Linked DNA regions of Cricetulus griseus: region 1 is linked to region 2. Evidence: chromatin contacts called from public Hi-C data. All regions are on one chromosome and are shown on one strand. The core of a region is the stretch at or near the end of the contact, and the rest is flanking DNA. Distances in the headings are between cores, read along the strand shown. Region 1 holds the start of Socs3 (suppressor of cytokine signaling 3). Region 2 has its middle 36 kb from the start of Socs3.

Evidence for each region. Hi-C and Micro-C count contacts between places; a contact is called where the count stands out from the background.
Region 1: a contact with region 2 is called in a Hi-C map of the CHL-YN cell line, with 2.1 times the contacts expected there. The contact joins the promoter of Socs3 here to the enhancer-like site in region 2. A contact is called at or near these places in 2 of 8 Hi-C or Micro-C datasets (the CHL-YN cell line and the CHO-K1 cell line).

What each region holds. Positions count from the first base shown.
Region 1 is chr7:130,530,342-130,535,447 of CriGri-PICRH-1.0, forward strand. It overlaps Socs3 (suppressor of cytokine signaling 3), which reads right to left and starts at 3,836. Exons shown (of 2, transcript XM_027425526.2): 1 at 3,285-3,836; 2 at 484-2,738. The coding sequence starts at 2,650. The coding sequence ends at 1,973.
Region 2 is chr7:130,495,173-130,500,634 of CriGri-PICRH-1.0, forward strand. No RefSeq gene overlaps it. Among named protein-coding and RNA genes, the nearest start is that of Socs3, 36 kb to the right of the region's middle. Within about 2 kb of position 1,764, at least 1 of the 6 cell types and tissues checked has open chromatin away from gene starts, as enhancers often do.

The DNA of each region.
Region 1 (5,106 bases), core at 2,586-5,085, 37 kb after region 2:
TGTATGGAGGAGCTATTGATACCTGCCGCACCTGCTTTCCAGTCCCCTTACACGCTGTAACATCTGTCATGCTGTGCTGAGGTCACAAGTCATCATCAGGTCGGACCCCCATCTAGGCTTTCTCGGAACACCTCCCTGCCAAGCAGCCCCAGCCAAAGTGAGCGCTAATAGCTTGGAGCCTCTAACAGCTTTTGACCACAGTGCAGCCTGCTCCCTGCAAGCCCTTTGAAGCCAGCACTTCCTTCGCAAACTTGCTTTGCATATTCTGGTCAGAGCTGAATCAGACTGGCAGGAATTAACCATCAGTAACAGTCTAGGTGGCTGCCATAGCTTGCTGGTGACACAGGAGGGCTGCCGGTGACGCGAGAGCAGTCTGATCCTACCTCAGAGCTGTGGGCAAGGGCCCCAAGAGGCACAGCCAGCCCCCCCCCCCCATTCCATTGTGAGAGGAAGGGAAGTCAGGGAAAGAAAGCTCAAAGTCAATTTTCTTTTTCATTAAAAAATAGTGCTCTTTATTATAAATTACCGAAATGTTTCTTTTCTGAGTATAAATATAAATATATGTGCAAAGTCTGAGTTGAACTGGGATTTGGTTTTGAGTTTTTTTCAAGCATCTTCAAACAGCCTCAAAGGCCTGAATGGGGAAAGGGGAGGGCTGGAGGTGATCTTTATAAAAGTGATTGAGGCAAATTGTAAACATTATTCAAAACAACACAGAGAGAAAAAAGCCACCCCAACACACAGCTGCCCCATCCAGCCCCATCCCTGACTCAAAACTTTTGTTGTTTTTCCCCAAAACAAGACCAGTTCCAGGTAATTCCATGGCTGCTGCATTCCTGTGAGTGGCCACTGTGGAATGGCAGATAGATGAATGTTTCTCCATCACCTCCTGCCTCGCCCTCCCCCCCAACCCCGGGTGAGGAGGGGGAGCTATGCAGGCCTGGGGGGCCCTGGGACCTGCTGATTCCCGCTGACCAAGAAGTGCCTAAGACTGGCCAATTTCTTCCCAGTGATCACTCAGGAGTCTCCTGCATGTCAGGGTCTCCTCCCTGCACCCACTTCCCCTGCCCTTCAGCCACTGGGTGAATCCCCCGGCTCTTCTGCCTCTTGGCTGTGTTTGGCTCCTCATGTGCCAATCCCTATCCATGGGACAGAGGGCATTTAAGGCAAGTCTCCTAGCCTGACATAGGAGAAACAAAAGAGTCCCCCATCTTCTCTAAGGAAACCTGGGCTCCAAGATGGCTCATCTGTTCACCTGTCTCCCTCCGGTGTTGGGAAAGGTGGCCAACTGACCAGCCCTATCCGTCTCCCTCCCGCATGCCACTGTGAGGGAGCCTTAACAACGGGGAGGGCTCTGGGAGGTCTCATTAGCTGCCCCAAGGGAGGAGCCTGGCACCAGAATGGCTCTCTTCGGGTCACCCCTTGCCTCTCTCTCCCTAGAGCCAGGAGCCACCACTCCTCACCTAGGCTGGGCAGTGGGAGTGGTCGTTTCTTTGGCCAGCCTGCCGCCCTTGGCCCCCAGGCCTGGCGCCTGCTCGGGATTTAAACCAAATCAAAGCGCAAACAAGTTCCGTGGGAAAGTTTGAAGATCCCCCTGCAGTTCTCATTAGTTCAACACACTCGAGGTGTCCTCCCTCCCTCCCTCCGCTCCCTTGGGAAGCAGAGGGGTGTGGAGGAAGGGAAGAAGAGAGGAGAGTCCACTTGTCAATGCTATTGTCCCACCAGGCCAGCTGGCTCCTCTTGAGAGAGAAGCTGGAGCTGGGGCAGGGAAAGCAGGTGGCAACTCCCCTCCCCTCAGACACATTCCAGGTCCCACCTGACTCACTTCGCCAAGCCGAGGGGCCCGAGGAAGAAGCCTACCTGCCCCTGGCTCACTGGGAGCTACCGACCATTGGGGCTGGATTTTTGTGCTTGTGCTATGTGCCGCGGAGGAGAGGCGACCGACCCAGGCCCCCCCTGACCCCTTTGCTCTTTAAAGGGGAGCATCATACTGGTCCAGGAACTCCCGAATGGGTCCAGGCAGCTGGGTCACTTTCTCATAGGAGTCCAGGTGGCCGTTGACGGTCTTCCTGCAGAGGTGCTGGAGGGTGGCCACGCTGGAGGAGAGAGGTCGGCTCAGTACCAGCGGAATCTTCTCGCCCCCAGAATAGATGTAGTAAGCTCTCTTGGGGGTACTCCCGGGGAGCGCCTGGGCAGGTGGCTGCTCTGGCACCTCGGAGGAGGGTTCCGTGGGTGGCAAAGAGAAGGAGGGGGCGCCCGGGGGCGGCATGTAGTGGTGCACCAGCTTGAGCACACAGTCGAAACGGGGCACCGGCTGCGTGCTCCGGGGGTCACTCTGCAGCGAAAAGCTGCCCCCCTCGCACTGGATGCGTAGGTTCTTGGTCCCTGACTGGGTCTTGACGCTCAGCGTGAAGAAGTGGCGCTGGTCCGAGCTGTCGCGGATAAGGAAGGTGCCCGCGGGCTCGGCGCTGAGCAGCAGGTTCGCCTCGCCGCCGGTCACGGCGCTCCAGTAGAATCCGCTCTCCTGCAGCTTGCGCACGGCGTTCACCACCAGCTGGTACTCGCTCTTGGAGCTGAAGGTCTTGAGGCGCAGGCTGGTGTCCAGGGGGCGGCTCATCCCGGCGGCGGGAAACTTGCTGTGGGTGACCATGGCGCACGGAGCCAGCGTGGATCTGCGCGGCGGTGGCTGCAGCTGCTTCGCGGCCTCCGCACAGCGGCCGCTACCGCATCCCGGGGGGCTGCGGAGAGGAAAGCGCCCGGCGCGTGAGTACCCGGAACCCTCCAGTGTGTCCAGCCCTCCTCCAGCCTCCGCCGAGCGCCCGGGGCCCCCGGTTGCCCCGCGGAAGGCCGCGTCTCAGCCACCTCGCGGAGCTCTCCCGGCCTCAGTCCCCGCCGGCCAACCCCAGACAGTCCCTTCTCCAGCGCGCCCTGGGAGAAGAGAACACCCGAGACAAACTCGAGAGGGAAGTTGGGTCTCCAGGAGCACCGCCAGGATGGGGAGCGAGACAAGAGCCCCAGGGACGCTTAGGGCGCCGCTCAGTCCGGTGGCGAGGACGAAAAGGGGGGTGACAAACCCGAGATCTGTGGGAGAGGGGACTGGAGAAGCCCAAGGGCCCCAGTCCGAGTATTACGGGAACCCGGGATCTTCGGCTCTCATCCGCTCTGCCCCCTACCTCGTCCCCTCCCTACCGGGAATGACCCGGGAAGGGGAGGAGAAACCGGGAAAAGCTCCCGAGCTGGATCGGGGCCCCCACCCTTCCCCACACCGCGCCCCTCCTTCCTACCTAGTCCCGAAGCGAAGTCTCCGGCTTTGGGGCTGCGCCTCCTACGGCCCCCAAGGCGAGGCGGCGGCGGCGGCCAGCAGTGGCCCGCGCTGCGCCCAGATGTTGGCGGTCGAGCAGTCCACAAAGGGGCTCCCGGGGCGTGCGTTCCCTCCGGCTTCGCTGCCCCCGGGGCCGATCAGGCGCCCCCGGGATGGATCAGGCAAAGGACCCGGGCGAGGGGCCACGACAGAGAGCTGGGCCGGGCAGGGGGCGTCCGGGAGCCCGGCGAGGCAGTGGCGGGTGAGAGCAGGAGAGCCGGAGAGTGCGAGTTAGAGCCGCCGGCGAGGCCGCGCGCGCGGGTATTTACGCGGCCAGCACGCCCCGCCCCCCCGATTCCTGGAACTGCTGGGCCCGTCTTCTTGTAATGTTTAGTCACTACTCTGCACTGAAAGGCTGTGCGCGCAGGGCGAGGGAGGGGCCGCGGGCGGCCGAGGGCGGGCCTGGAGCTGGGCCTCCAGGACCCGCCGACACTCACCGAGAGGGAGACAAAGCGCGGCGCGAGGCTGCCCGGCCGGCCGGCGGGCGCGGCGCCAGCGGTGGCCGAGCGTTCCTGGCAGCGGCCCCTCCCCCGCGCTCCGCCCCCAACTTCTCATTCACACTTTCCCCCCACCCTCCCTTCTAAGAAGGCTGGTTTCTGGCAGAGGCGGGGGCGCCGCGGCGGGAGCGCGAGGGCAGTTCTAGGAGGCCGGCCCGGAGGGGCTCCCGGCACCCCTTCTCTTTTTCTAGGACCCTGCGTGGGGACGCTCCCCTCGCTCCCACCCAGGCCACCCCAAGGTCCTCCTTTACAGTTCCAAGCAGCCCGTGCCTGCCAAAAAGGGAGGCAGGGCCGCTCCGCAGCCAGCACCCTGGGGACCTAGGAAGTGAAGGTGGGGGATGCGCAAGACGGTTACCTGGGGACAGGTCCCGGAGGCGGCGCTGGGAGATCCAGAAGTGCAGGAGACCCTGGCTTCGAGGCAGCGGCCGGGCCTCGGCTCACTGCCCCACTGCCCCGCTCTTTGGTGACAGACGTGGCTGCTGACGGCCTTTTCGGGGAGGATAGGCAGAGGAAGCCGCTAACTGCCACCCTATCACTCACTGGGTCCCCCAACCTGCTTGGTGAGCTGGGTTGGCCCAGGTGCGCTCGGCGCCGCGGGGGAGCTCGAGGGAGGAAAGCATGACCCCCACCCCGCCCCAGCTCGCGCCCCAGTCCGCTAGAGGGCGCACTGGAGTCTTGTAGGCGAGCAGAGTTTTGCTGTTTCCCAGGCCCTGGAGAAAGGAGGTGGTGGGACTTTCTTATTCGAGAACAGGAGTGGGCAACCTGGAAGCGAGGAGGTTCACCTTCCGGGCCAGGTTCAAACCCGGGAAGAAATGTCAAATAGGCGGGATGTCCACAGAGCAGTTGCCATGGGTTCAGCCCACTGGCAGGTGGGCCCTCCTCAGTGTTAGGGTGTCTGAACTTTTGCAGCGGGAGGTATTGATAACAGCAGGTGATTGAGGTGAAAGGTTGACTTGCCCCTGGTCACGTGAGTACTTAAAAGCCTCGTGGCAAGTTTTGCAACAGGCAGCAGGATGCTGGAGCCACCTGAGAACAGAGTGGCTGCACTCAGAGGGCTTTTGGTCCCGCCCTCTTAGGTACCACAGGCTTCGTGTTATACTAGTCAAATGGGGGACGTGCCGTGCCGACCACACATGGTAGCTTGGGCTTGAAGGGAGGGCTGCCTGCTTCCCTTCCTGTGGAATTGGTAGGTGCTGCAGTATCTTGGCCCACTGTGTCCGAAGTGCTCCCTGTTGCTGGGGAACGAAT
Region 2 (5,462 bases), core at 514-3,013:
CCATCTCTCTTCTGTTCACTTGGGCTCAGTCCCCAGGGGCGCGCGCTCACCCTTCTCTTCCCTCCAACCGTGGGCCCCCATGCGTCATCTCATCCTTGTCCTTTAGCCTTGTATTGCTCCCTGGCAAGTCCAGGCACTGCCCACAGGAGGGAAGCAGCGAAGGCCTGGCCCTCTGAGGACCCCTCTGTGTTGGGAAGTCTTCAGCATGCTGCCAGACTGCGGACAGTGACAGTCATTACCTGGGTATGGGCAGAGCTGGGCCCCAATCACAAAAGGGACCCTTAAGGACTCAGTGCAGGCCTCCTTCCTGGGTATTCACCGGCCTGTGTGTGGTTCTCTCCCTCTGCTGCCTAGAACAACCTTAAGGGAACTGGGCGTGGGGACCAGTTGGGTTCAAAGACTGGGCTCTGGTGTTTTCTCTTTCCATGCTTCTCTGTCAGAATTCCCTGTGGGAGGAAGCCAGTCCCCCTTTGGAGCGGCTCTTGCCATACAGCTTCCCACCCCAACCATGAAGGGCCAGCAGCAAAGGTTCCTGGCTACAGGAAAGAGCTAGGACTAGAGACCGACCAGCCCTCCCAATGATAAGTCACTGTGGGCCGAGGACCCTTCTCCTGCAAGGTTCTCCCGTCTTCCTCCAGTCCTCATCAGCCCGAAATGGGAGCAATGCTCTCCCAATGCCCCTGGGATCCCTGGGGACCTTCATTTCCCAGACCACCCACAGAAGCCAAGGCTGGAAGTCCCAGGCCTGGGTCACTGGGCTGGGCTGGGGTCTCCTGCTTCTCTTGTTGCTGTTGAGTCTCTGCCTGCATCTCTCAATGAATAATTTAGCTGTTTGAGTTACAGTAAAGAGAGTGCAGCTTCCCTCCCCAAATCGTTAAGAACGGATATGTTCGTCAGCGTCTTGATTCCTTCTGAGGAAAGTCCCTTTCCTATGGAAACCGAGCTTGCAGATGGGGATGCCCTCCATTAACCAATATCTGTGACTGTAATAGGTAATTGGTATGTGTGTATGTATACATATAATTACACACACACACACACACACACACACACACACACACACACACTATACGTGTAATCTTGGCTCTAAAAAAATGAACTGAAGTATCAGCCACCAGTTTTTGAGAATTAGGAAAAAATAACAGGCCTGCCTGTGGTGTGGATGCTGCCATGGAGAGAGAAGGAGCCATGGCGACCCTGAGTCACAGCTGAGGGTCTCTGGAGAGGGTCCTGGTGGAAGGAACACGGGATGTAGAATGTGCGTGCATTGTGCACATGTGTACCTGAGCGTGTGTGTCCTGTGTGGCTGTGTACATTCATGAGAGTGTGTATATGCACACATGTACGCCTGTGGAGGGGGCGTATGCATACCTAGGTGTACGCTTAAGCTAAGCTGTGTGTGTGCACGCACACTCGTGTGAGTGAGCGAGCTTGTGTGCATACAACATGCGTGCCTGTGCGGCTGGTGAACCTGTAACGTGCCTGTGCCAGAGCTGTGCAGCGGGGAGGGATGGGCCGGGAGAGTGGGAGCTCCACAGCGCCAAGGGATTGTCCTTTGGTGTCTTCACAGCTGGGAAAGTTGGGGTGTGGAATCTGGGTGAGGCGGGCTTGGGCCTCCCAGTCAGGTGACTTGCAGTCAGGGAGGGGAGAGGCTCTGGGAAGTTCAGAGAGAGGGAGGGACTGAGGCAAAGGGCCAGGGTGGGGACCTGGGCTGGGAGACTCTCTGAAGAGTGAGGCAATATCCAGGGGCTGGAGTTCTGGAGCTGAGAGCCAAGGATACTAGGAGGTGTGGCTCAGAGGTTGGGTGGAGTCGGTGGGTGTGTGAGACCAGGGGTGGGGCTTCTCAGCACTGCTGTGGCAGGTTGCTACCCTTGTGGCTGTGGTGAAGAGAGAGGGCAGAGCTTTGAGTGGAAGCTGCAGGCACTTGGCTTCCTGCAAGCTCCCTTGAATGGCTGGGCATGGGATGGGATGGGTGTGAGTGTCATGGCTGCACTGGCCCAGAGCCACTCCACTGACCTGTCCCTGGGCCTGATGTGCTGATCCACGCCCGACCAAGCCAACCAGCCTCCAACCATCCCTGCCCATCCTCCCAACCTGTCCTAACACATTGAATTCACACCCCAGGCTGCAGGGTGGGCCTGAGGAGGGCCCTCACCTTCCCCTCGTGTTCCCAACAGCACCTTATCCCACCTCTGTTTCAGGCTGAGATTCCCTGGGTACCTGCTCTGTGTAAGCTACCAGGCACCAGGAGGGGGCTTTCTGTCTTCAGTACTGAGAAGATGTCATGCAGCCCCCACCCTAATGGAGAAGCTTCCCAGGTCTCACAGGAGGGTGCTAGGTGCACGGGCTGCTGTAGAGCAGCTCCGCAGCAGGCTGGATGGATGCCCCGTGGTCCAGCTTCCTACAGATGCCCCGAGAATCACGCGTGACTCTTCTCCCTCACCTCAGGATTGTGTGGCCACCAGCTATGACCTCAGCACCCTGCAATCAGATGAGGGTCTGCTGCAGGTCCCTGGGAGCCCCTCCATTTCTTGTACAGCTAGCCACAGCCATTGTTCTAGCTTCTGCTGCACTGGGGGGGGGAGGGGCCCAGATCCGAGGCAGCTGGAGCAGGGGTTTTTGAATTAGGACAGCAACCCCCAGAGAACCTTCCAGTTCTCCCCAAGTCACAAGCCCATCTTGACTCCTGAGGAGACAGGAAAGACAAGCTCCACAGAAGAGAGGAGCATTCCCAGTTTCCTTGGACAGGCTGGGAAACTTCCTTGTGTCCAAGCTTGGAACCTCACAGGACTCCTTGTTTCCTGGGATGAGCACTGGGGACTTCTCTAGTTCTCCCCTATCTTGGCTCCTTCCCTCTGGCCCAGAAAACTTGTGCAGGGAGACCTGGCTTTTGGCAACCCTTGACTTCTATTTCCTTGGTGGGAATGACAAGGTCATCTTGCTTTTGGGATCCTATGCCTCAAAGGTCACCCTCCCCTCCTCTGCCCTGCCCTGTGTCCTGCAGCAGTGGGCTTCCAGCAAGGAAGTAGATTTTTGCTCTTGGCCCAGAACCTTTGACTCTGCTTCCTCTAGGCCAGGGGCCAGCAGGCTTTTCCTGAAAAGGGCTATGTGGTAAATATTTTAGCTTCTAGTCCGGGAGTGAGAGACAACTCAGATCATGGACAACCATGCCAGTAAACTCTGGACGCTGAAGCTTGAATTTCATGCAATATCAGCCACACGTTGTGAAACAGCCGTCTTTCGATTTGCTTTGCAACCACTTAGAAATGCAGAAACCAGACTAGGAATGGAGTTCAGCGGGAAGGGGCTCACCCAGCATGAATGAAGAAGCCCTGTTTTCAGTCCCAGACAGGCATCACGAACCAAGCATGACAACACACACCTGCAACCCCAGCATTTGGGGGATGGAGGCAGGAGGATTGAAATTTGTCCTCAGCTACAGTGAGTTCAGAGTCGCCTGAGCTACTTAAGGCCCTGTCACAAAAAGTAAAACTCCAGACCCATGTGTGGAGGCATGTGTCTATCTAGAGTGACAGCACCCGCCTGGGGGTGGGGTGGGGACAACACATGACTCCTCTGTCCTAAGGGTTGCCATGAGTTTGAGGCCATAGTGAGAGCCTGTCTCAAAAACAAAACAAAACTCCATCAACAAATACATTTGGCCCCAGGCTATAGCACGTGGAACACCAGTCCTGACGACTGTGACGACTGTTGTCTGCCTCTTGACTGATGTCTCCTCCCCCTGCAGGTATGCTGAGCATGGAGGTCTGGCCGGGTGCCCTGGCCCCTTTCCCAGGAGGCAGCCTAGCACAGAGCCTGGCACATGGGGTTGCAGAGTAATTCTCAGTTAAACTTGCTTCCTGCCCATTATCTCCTGATTGCCACTGCATTCAAGCAAGACACTGCTGCTGTCCCTACCTTACAGATGTCCCAACAGAGGCCCATGGAGATCCTGAAGCTGGCCCAGGGTTGCTCAGCCAGGAGAGACAGTGACAAGAATCAGGCCCGGCAGCTGTTTGCTTGGTGACTGAGCAACCAGGACCCCATCTGGAGTGTTAAAACTTCAGGGGATGTGGCTGGGATCATGGAAACCTGCTCTGCCCAAATCCTTGTTCCTGGGATAGCTCTGGGGCTAATAGACTTCTCCCCAGAACCCCTGGTTTACACGCACGAATTCTCTGTGCTTCACTTATAGGCCCAGGCTTAGGGCTTTGGGTTCTGGGTTGGGGGTCCCATCTTCTCAGTGCCATAAGGGCCAGGGTGGGACCCAGTGAGTCCCAAGCTGATTCTGTATGGCCTTTTCCCAGCCTTCTATATGACCAGCCACTCCTTAGCACAGCCCGACCCAGAACCAGTGGCCTCCAGCGACATGTACTCCTGCTACAGACTCGTGCTGGCCAGGCCTCTGCTCAGCACTGAGCCACAGCCTTCAGTCCAGCCCCCTGAAAGCTTTACTCTCTCTATATGTCAGAAGTGGACATTGACACCTGCCTTCTTCCAGCCTAGAGCTGGGGCTCACTCATTCCTGGGCGGGCCTGGCTAGATAGCTGTGTGGTATGGTGGTGGTCTGCCTTTCTGTGCTGCAGTCTCTTGGGGGCCTTTCCTGAACCTGCAGGCAGTGGCTGTGGCCCAGAAAGGTACCTGACACTCAGCGCTCCCAAGTGCTTTTTCCCAGGAAGAACATCCTGGCTTCAGGAATTAACAACACCTAAGCCAGAGTTTGCTAGAAACTCTCTACCCCTTCCCCGTCTCTGGAAGACAGGAGCTGAGAGGCCAGGGTCACCACTGAATTTGAAGAAAGGAATTTGGATTCTGTCAATGGAGCAGGGGCTGGAGGGAGGTTGGTGTGGAGGGGCGGGGTGGGGGTAGCTATAAGGGCACAATCCCTAAGTGGTTATTTCAGTTTCAGAGGCCAGAAGATGAAGGTGACCAAGAGCAGCTGCGATTGCCTCTCCTTTGAGGATGAGAAAGCCCAGTGACAGGAGCCTGAGTGCCCATGGGCTGAGCATATATATATCCAAGGGCAGACAGAGGAGACCGAGCACCCAGACAAGCACCTCCTCCAGGCCTCCAAACCTCTGCGCCTTGCTTTCCCTCCCATTACAGCCTGAAGGCCCAGGGTCTCCAGATGAAAGAACTGGGCCTCTCAGTGGGAGGAAGCAGCACTTCTGTCATCTATGCCCAGGAACACCGTTTGCTGTCCCCAGGAAGGTGGGGGCAGGATTTCCAGACCAGGACCAGGGACAACATTGAACCCTTGATAAAAAAGGAAGGGAGCACAAGGGAGGAGGGACGAGAGAGGGAGGAGAAAACCACGGGAAGATGGAATGAAGGTGGAGAAACGAGGAAGACAGACAGATACACGCATGGAAAGATGGGAGAAGAGGAAAGAAAGAAGGGCAGAGGAAGAGATGGGGAAGAAAAGGAAAGCCAAGAGGGAAGTCTGGGGTGATGGCCCAGGC